Regions from separate parts of the Rattus norvegicus genome. Here region 1 is linked to region 2. The links are chromatin contacts, called in public Hi-C maps. All regions are on one chromosome and are shown on one strand. The core of a region is the stretch at or near the end of the contact, and the rest is flanking DNA. Distances in the headings are between cores, read along the strand shown. Region 1 holds the start of Lin7c (lin-7 homolog C, crumbs cell polarity complex component). Region 2 holds the start of Bdnf (brain-derived neurotrophic factor).

Region 1 (4,342 bases), core at 825-3,324, 220 kb before region 2:
GCTTTTAAAAAGTTGATTCAGTTTTAGATAATAAGTCTAAACTGCTATTAATCAAACAGACTACCTTTGCTCTGATTTCCCAGCACCAGAATGGCTAATAAATGTTGTTTCACGAGTGGTTGATTGACAAAGTTACAATACACTATCCATATTAAAATCCTACCTACAGGGCTGGGGAAATGGCTCAGCACTAGAGTGCTCCCCTAGTATGAACTCAATACAACATGGTGGAAAGAAGAAAAGGGAAGAGGAGAATATGAGAGGGTAGAGAGAAGGGAGAGCAACTAATCAATGAGTTAAAAACTCTATTCCAAATACATGCTTATTAAGTTCGTGTACCAGTGAACTATGCTTTGATCATTTAGAAGCAAAACAGGAACTTGGTCATATGTACTGGTATTTTACTGTGGAATTGTACTGTAGAACTCTTGAGAATATGTTAGGTCTGTTAGAATTCTCAATCAGGGGGTTGGGGATTTAGCTCAGCGGTAGAGCACTTTCCTAGCAAGCGCAAGGCCCTGGGTTCGGTCCCCAGCTCCGGAAAAAAAAAACAAACAAACAAAAAAAAAGAATTCTCAATCAGAATCAGACTTAACACCAACTGACTTGCTTATCCTGCTAACTGGCAAAAACCAACTAGTATTTCATTCCTACCAAATTTTGAACTATCTACTGTCTAACTGAAAACTTCCTAACAGCAAAAAGCAAATGTCAGAGGGTAAAGATCCACAGTTTCTGCTTTTTAAAAAAAAATACAGAAGATCGCCATCTTGTTATAAACTTCCAACTCTTCTGATTAATACAAGCAGATTTGCTCCTATTCACAAAGCACACTGACACTGCAGCACTCAAGAAGAAAATGTCACAGCTGTAGGCCTACCTTAGTCTTTCCCAAGCTACCCTGTCAGAAACAAGCTCATTTATTTAAAAAGAAAGAAAGAAAGAAATGACTTCCATAATCACTATAATAAAAAGCAAAACTAGTCAGCATTGTGGGTGAGGCATGAAGGAGGGTTCTATTACATACACAAACTTTAAAATTACTTCCTTCTTGGACAATATTAATATTGAGACTATAATTGTGAATACTAATATATGCAAAGCAGTGTCAAACTTCACTTTTTCCAAGATTTTGTTTGCCAACAGTACTCAAAACGTTTAACTGGTACTTCCTGATTGCTATGACTACCAATTGTAAAAAGCTTGTTTCGGTTGTCTGAAATTTAGCTTGGGCAGAACAGAGTACAATATCGGAAACCCACAATTTGGACCCTAGTATTTTCACAGGCTTCTCTTGAATAGGTTTTATTTTTCTTGACTGTTTGCTCTAAGAAGCAATCAACCAACCAGATTTCCAATTGGACGTTTGTTAAGCAAGGAATGGCATCGTACTTAAAAGTGATTTAAAATCAAGCCACTACTCCTCCTAGTTATGTAATCTCCTACCCAAGATCAAGTCAGTTGGATTTTTTTTTTCTTCTTTAAAGCACCCTCTCCGTGGCTGGAGGGATGCGAAAGCTAAGAAACAGCAACTCAAAGCCCGGAGGTTGTGGTCAAATGATGGAGTCTGAGTTTTAAATGGGGGCGAGGGAGTTTCTGCGGGAATGTGCCTGTGTCCACCAAGTGTAAGAACGAGGCCAAGAGGCCACACTAATCTGTTCGTGTACAGGGGCAATGACAGCAGACAGTCCCGAACAGCGAGTGTGGCCTTTGCTCTTAGGGTTTATGAAGCTGAAAGCCCTTCTGTAGTACACACCCAGGGAGTGCTTGTGCCTACAGCCGTGGGTAGGTCGCTGAATCGAGCAGTGCCCACGGTAAGCGAGAACAGCCGGGTCTGGCATCTTTCAAACGCCAAGCGCCCTCCACCAGCAGCTCCCAGAGCCGAGGCCGAGGGAGGGGGGTTCCGGGTATCAGCGCCCCGGCCACTTTGCCTTCGCTCCGGCCGGTAGGCAAAGCGGTTCGTAGTCTCGACCCGCCCCACCCATCGCGGCCGCGAGACCCGCCGCACTCACCCCTCTCCAGCCGGACAGGTTCTCCCAGCGCCGCCATCTTCTCTTCCGCGGTCCAGACCCACAGGAAATGACGACAGAGGGGCCGCGGTGGACCCGGCCGAGAAACCGGAAGAGCGAGTTTGGTACTAACGCGAGAGCTAGAAGGATGCGGTTAACTACGCAGAGCGTTAACGGGGAATGCTGTGCGGCCGAGGGGTGGTCTCCCTTCGTCCATCTGTGCTCGTCCACTTCCAACAACCCGAGGTTGCAAAGAACCGATGTCCCCACTGTTCCCTGCGTCGGGGAAGTCATGTCGTTAGTTCCAGGCCTTGCTTGACCGACGGCAGCCTCTGACCTTGGATTTGCACACTGATCGTTTAGGCTGGTTGCCCCGTGTCCGAGGCTCTTATAAATTCTTAATATCCTAGCTTGATTTAATTTTAAAAATCTGCAATTCGAATTTTCCCCAAAATTCTGTTTGAGCAGAAAGGTGGAAAATACAAAGTAATTGGGAGAGAAGATTCTTTGATATACCACAAAGTATCGCTTTTAATTAGCCAATTCAAAATCTGTTTGTAAATGAAGTACAAGGCATGGATTTTGTTTTATGGGTACATTTTTGTAATTTGGAAGAACTTATATATATATATATATATGGGTGTTTTGCCCTAATGTACATCTCTGCACCATTTACATGCCTGGTGACCGTAGAGGCCACAAGAGGGCATCGATTCCCCTGGAACTGGAGTTACAGATGGTTGTGACTTACCCTGTGGGTGTTGGGAATCTAACCCTGGTTTCCCTGGAAGAGAAGCTAGTACTCCTCTAACAGCAATATCATTTCCAGATCCTCATAGCTTCACAACAAGATTGTTTTAGTAACTGTGGATGATCCACTCTTTCCATTGAACTGCAGTTTTCTACAAGTTATTAGGTAGAGCTAATTGAATTCTACCACTGGGCAGCAGTCCTCAAGCTTCCTCATGCCCCATACAAATGACATAGACTTTCTTTCCCGACAGGAACTATTCTTATGACTGGGGTTACACATTACTTTTCCAGAGAATCAAGCCTGCAGACTTGTACAAGCTACACAAATCTTATACTACTGAGTTATATACCTCCGAGTCCCTGCTCTTTCGGAGTATTCTTTTTCCATGTCTTTGATGATGAGCACAATTATCACAAAACCCCAGAATTCCAGGCTTAAGTAGAAGATCATAAAGGTTTCCAGAGAATAAAGGATCTTCTAAGGACTAGGAATCTAAGCAGGATGCACTTTCTTTTCGTTAACAGATCTGGAAGGACTCTGCAAGCTATAAAACTGTTACAGAAAATTAATTCTCAAACTAGAATTCTTTCCTTGTTTTCTAGAGCTTCCATTGCAAAGTATAACAAGTGGAATGTCTTAAAACAGATAATTTATCTCACATTTCTGAAAGCTAGAAGTCAGGAATGAAAGTACTATGTTTATTCCCATCTATAGGAACCTTTTCTTGTTCCTTCCTGGCTCTCTAGCAGTTTCCTGGAAGTTTCTGGTGAACTCAGTCTTTGTTTTCATAGTCACATGGCATTCTCGCTATTTTCGTCTGAGCATTTTCTCAGAAGACAAGTCCTATTGGATTAGGGGCCTACTGTAATCCAATATGACCTCAGCCTAAGTTACATAAGCAGTGTGTTACTACCACTGCATTTTGATTCTCAGGTACATGTTTTTTGTTTGTTTGTTTTTTGTTGTTTTTTGTTTGTTTTTAAGGGAAGGAATCAACTTATTAAGCTGATGAAATTATCAGAAGTGAAGTCATGCTAAAAGTGTTTTAGGGTCATGCGTACAGCTCAGTGGTTGAACATTTGTCTAGCATGTCTGACACCCTGGGTTAATCTCTAGCACCCCAATTTCAAACTAAACATAAATTCTTTAAAAATTACTTTCTATACATACTTTCTCTAAAGCCTCATCAGAATCAGGAAGTTAAATTGCTGATGTAGCTCAGTGGCAGAGCAGTTTTCTTTAATCCAGCCCTTAGATCTGATTCTAGAATGCTTGTTTTACTACTATCTCTAGAGAAACTCATAGAACTCGCACACTCATATGTGTGTCTATGCAGAGAACACAGACTTACTGTGAAAGACTGCTTCAAGTGACCATGAAAGATAAGGTGTCTTATGATCTGTGGCCTGAGAGATGGAAACATGGGAAACAAGGTGGTAATAGTTTCAGTACAAAGCCAAAGGTTTAAAAAAAAAACCCAGAGAAGTTAATGATGATAGTTCTAGTCTGTGTTTGGAGATCCTATGATCAGAACCACTGGTCTAAAAGCAGAAGGTTTATGGCCAATGTTAACAAGAGA
Region 2 (4,102 bases), core at 1,286-3,785:
AATTTTAGTGACCTAAAACAGTTCTCTATACAACATGAGTTCTGTGTCATATTTACTATGAATATTTACCAATATTTATCCCATTTTACAAGATAACATGGAAGAAGAACAGAAAACAACTTTATGATTCTGGAATTCCAATAATGGTAACTACCATATTTCAAATTCCACTAGAGATTACGTTTCAACAAGTGTCTCTGTCCTTTTTCTTGCTTTCGGGAGTGGGGAGTGGGGGGGGGCAGGCGGTACAAAACAAAACATCCAAACCTTATGAAAAATCAGGGAACGGCAGTAATTATTTTTAAAACTCCCTAATGTTATTCCATCCTCTGTGCACCCGATTAAGCCTATTATGTGTAACAGCTTGAACCGCTCTTGTTCTAGCCTCAGATACCTCCGACCTGAAAATAGTGTCGCAATCTTAGAGGGGCCCGGATGCTTAGAAGAATCAAACCCGTAAATAAAATAAATAAATAAATAATGCAGCAAAAGAAAACAAAACAAAATCAATTATAGGCTCAAAATGGGTTTTGACCTTATAACTAATGTATAAAAGAATCGATTTTTGAAGAAGAATTAAAAGAGGGGTATATTTTCAGTAAGTTGATCCAGTTGTTGGGAAGGGGGACTCATTTAGCCATTTATATACAATTAGATTACAATGACTGTTCTTAATCACACACCGTTTAAAAAAAAAAAGAAGGCTTAATAAACTTCTAGAAGGCTTAATAAACAGGCAGAAATATGCTTCTAGCCAAGAGCATCCTGAACTCTTGTGAGAGAGGAAAAAAGTTCATTGGTTGTTGTTGACGCTGAAGAGCGCGGATATTTCAGGATGCCAGGAAGACCCTCAAGTAAGTTCCAGAAAAGCCCAGCACCTCGTCAATGTTATTTCTCAAAGCACTCCGGCAACTCAAGGAAAGAAACGTAACAAGTTAAAATTCCGAACCCAACCGCACATCTCAGGAAGCTGGTTCGGAACACCATTCAACAAGTTTTTCCTCACAACCCCCTTAAAGACCAGCAAAACTGCCCCTAAAACATTTCCCCACCCCCATCCGACGAGCCCCAGTAGCTACTCTTGCCAGTGTGGCCAGAAGAGGGCACCCTCTACCTTCCTAGCTCAGCTCTCCTGGCCCTCTTCTCCCTCTTCTTTGGATCCTCCCTCTCTTCCTCCGGCTCCCCCAACCCCCAAGTCCCCATACTCCGTTTCCTAGTCCAGGCTCCACCCCCAACTCACGAATTGTTTTCACTAAAACACCAGTTCAAACCCACAGCCTGTGGCTCAACCCCCAGAAGCCCCGGGGGAACCCCCCGGGCAGCATTTTCCCCTTCTTCCTTGTCATCAAGCACAAAGCTGGCATCCTCAGCTATTTCTTTTTACGCTTAGGTCGCTCATCCATTCCCCATCCTGTTCCAGCATCTCCAGAAACCAAAACCAGACTCTTCATCCTCCACAGACACCCAATCTACTCCCGGATGAAAGTCAAAACTTTCACTTCCTCTGGAGGATGCCTAAAGAGGTGCGCTGGATGGACAGAGAGGGTCGGATACAAGCTGTGGGACCTGGAGTTCCGCAGACCCTTTCAGGTCCCAGTGACAAGAATGATCCCAAGTTCCTAGTTATGTTGACCTTGGACTTGTAAGAAGCTTTGGTAATACTCCCTAGAAAGCAGGTGACAGTGAACAGCCTGTTGTGATACCCAGGAAAAGAGATGAGGGCAGAGGGCGCCAAGACCCATTCTCGGACTACACTACACACCACCCCGGTCCAAATCTGCGTGGAGAGTGCCTAGCCTGTGGTAAGGGATCTCATCCCAGCCCAGACTCGGTGCCTTCCGTCTGAGCCCCCGACAGCTGTTGCCCTACATCTCTCTCACCACCCTTCCTCGTCTGCGGGAGGACTTCGGGGATCCCCGGGACGCAGGCTTTGCTCCCATGGCGCAAGTCGTCCTCTTCCCTTGGCTTTTTCTCTCGCACTGAAGGGATTCCCGGGGTCGCGCTGTCTCTCGGGGTCGTGGGCTCCCGGGAGAACGCTCCTCAGGAGCAACCCCGCCCTCCGCTGTCCCGGGACGAAGGTGAAGCCGAAGTTATGCGGTCCCACAACTTCTCAGTCCCCTAGCCAACTTTCCCGGGCGCACGCGCCTCCAGCTCTCGCGCTTAGCCCCACGCCCCGCAGTCGCCTACCTCAGGGTCCACACAAAGCTCTCGGATCCCCGGCAGTGGAGTCACATTGTTGTCACGCTCCTGGTCCCTGCGCCCTGCCCTGGGCCCCGTGCGCTTTCTCGTCTGCCCCAAAGCAGCGGTGGCGAGCTGAGGGAACCCGGTCTCATCAAAGCCTGCCAGGCGGAGGTGGCGCGCCGCCCCAGGCGGTTTCCTTCTCCAAGCCGGGGAGTCCCGGGCGCAATGGGGACCGTGCGACAGCCAGCCAGCGGGTGCGCCCCGGCGCGGCGGCAGCGGCGGGCACCCAGAGCTCAGCCAGCGCCAGGCACTGGGGTCAGACATTATTTAGCTCTTCGGTTGAGCTTCGATTGGTCAGACAGCGCCGCCCCTATCCCCTCCCTGCTCAGCCGCGCCACCGATACCCATTCGGGGCGGCTGCTTAAAGGGGACGACGCGCCTTTTCCTTGCCGGGATTCAGCCCTCGGAAGCCCTTGGGGTATCCCTAATTCCCCTGCACCGGCTTCTGTCCATTTCCCCGGAACCAGCTGCTTAACCCCAAAGCTCTATGCCTGCCCTCTGCTGTCTCCGCAGGGTGCCCTGGGCTAGGAGGGGTGGTCCAATTCCGGTTCCTAGGAACCCTACTCCCCTCAATGTGCCCCAGAGTAGGAGGGAACAAGTGTGACTACCACGCTCCCAAATCTTTCTCCCCTGGTTTGCAACTCTCCCCATCTTTCCCATCCCAACACCCAAGTTCTGTGGGAGAGGGCGTGCATCCCCCCGCCCCTGCCCCAGACACACCTTCCCGCACCTTCCCGCACCACAGAGCTAGAAAAAGCGAACACACAATGAAACTACACAGAGTGTGCGGGGTTATGGTTTACTCCGCTACCTTAAACACATCAGCTTAACCAGAGTTCGCGCCCTGACCTCTCCGGAGTTTGCCTAATAGAATTCAATCAAGATAATAACAGTATTTTTTATTAATGAATAACCCCGGATAGCATTACATCAAGTTACCGCTTCTAGCCGGGAAGCCTAGGCAGTAACAGACCTCACTAAAGCCATATGCTTCCCAGCAGACCAAGGGGGGCGGGGGGGTGAGGAAAGAGAAAGAAAAGAAACCCACCTTTTTCAGTCACTACTTGTCAAAGTAAACATCAAGGCAGCTGCTCTGGGGAAGACCGGTCCCCAAGGTTCTAGACTCTTACTATATATTTCCCCTTCTCTTCAGTTAAAAGGGGGAGGGGGGCGAGTCTTTGGTGGCCGATATGTACTCCTGTTCTTCAGCAAAGAAGTTAAATTATTGATAGTGGAAATTGCATGGCGGAGGTAATACTCGCACGCCTTCAGTGAGAAGCTCCATTTGATCTAGGCAGAGACTGGGAGATTTCATGCTAGCTCGCCGGGGGTGGGTGGGGGGAGCGGCAGCGCGAGCAGTCCTCTCCTCGGTGAATGGGAAAGTGGGTGGGAGTCCACGAGAGGGCTCCACGCTGCCTTGACGTGAGCTGTCATATGATACCTCCTCTGCCTCGAAATAGACACTCTAGTGCACGAATTACCAGAATCAGAATTCCGCGCATTTAAAATGATACATCTTTTATTAGAAGAATTCCGTTCCAGGGCATTGCATGCTTTGTAGACGTTTCCACTTCCAGTCCTAGCGAACTCACGCACACAGAAGCCAAACCTTTCATCATCTAGGCAGCAACAACACATTTTTTTTTTAAATCTTTAACCAAAATTTAGGGTGAGGGGTGGGTGGGGTTGGGTGAGTAGCTCCCTGAGCCCCCTTCCTATGGGGCAGTGAGGGGTCTTTGGGCCGGTTTTCTTTTCTTTTTTCTTTCTTTCTTTCTTTCTTTTTTTTTTTTTTTTACTTGTGGCTAAGAGATCAGTTACATGACTGGTTTCTGGAGGACTATTTTCATTTAGCTGTATGGTA

The links. Hi-C and Micro-C count contacts between places; a contact is called where the count stands out from the background.
Region 1: a Hi-C map of the A7r5 cell line shows a contact between it and region 2, with 5 times the contacts expected there. The contact joins the promoter of Lin7c here to the promoter of Bdnf in region 2. A contact is called at or near these places in 5 of 12 Hi-C or Micro-C datasets (the A7r5 cell line, the Rat2 cell line, Schwann cells and 2 more).

Annotation. Positions count from the first base shown.
Region 1 is chr3:116,859,116-116,863,457 of GRCr8, reverse strand. Lin7c (lin-7 homolog C, crumbs cell polarity complex component) reads right to left here and starts at 2,074. Exons shown (of 5, transcript NM_021851.2): 1 at 2,013-2,074. The coding sequence starts at 2,049.
Region 2 is chr3:116,637,385-116,641,486 of GRCr8, reverse strand. It overlaps Bdnf (brain-derived neurotrophic factor), which reads right to left and starts at 2,535. Exons shown (of 2, transcript NM_001270630.1): 1 at 2,188-2,535. The coding sequence starts at 2,505.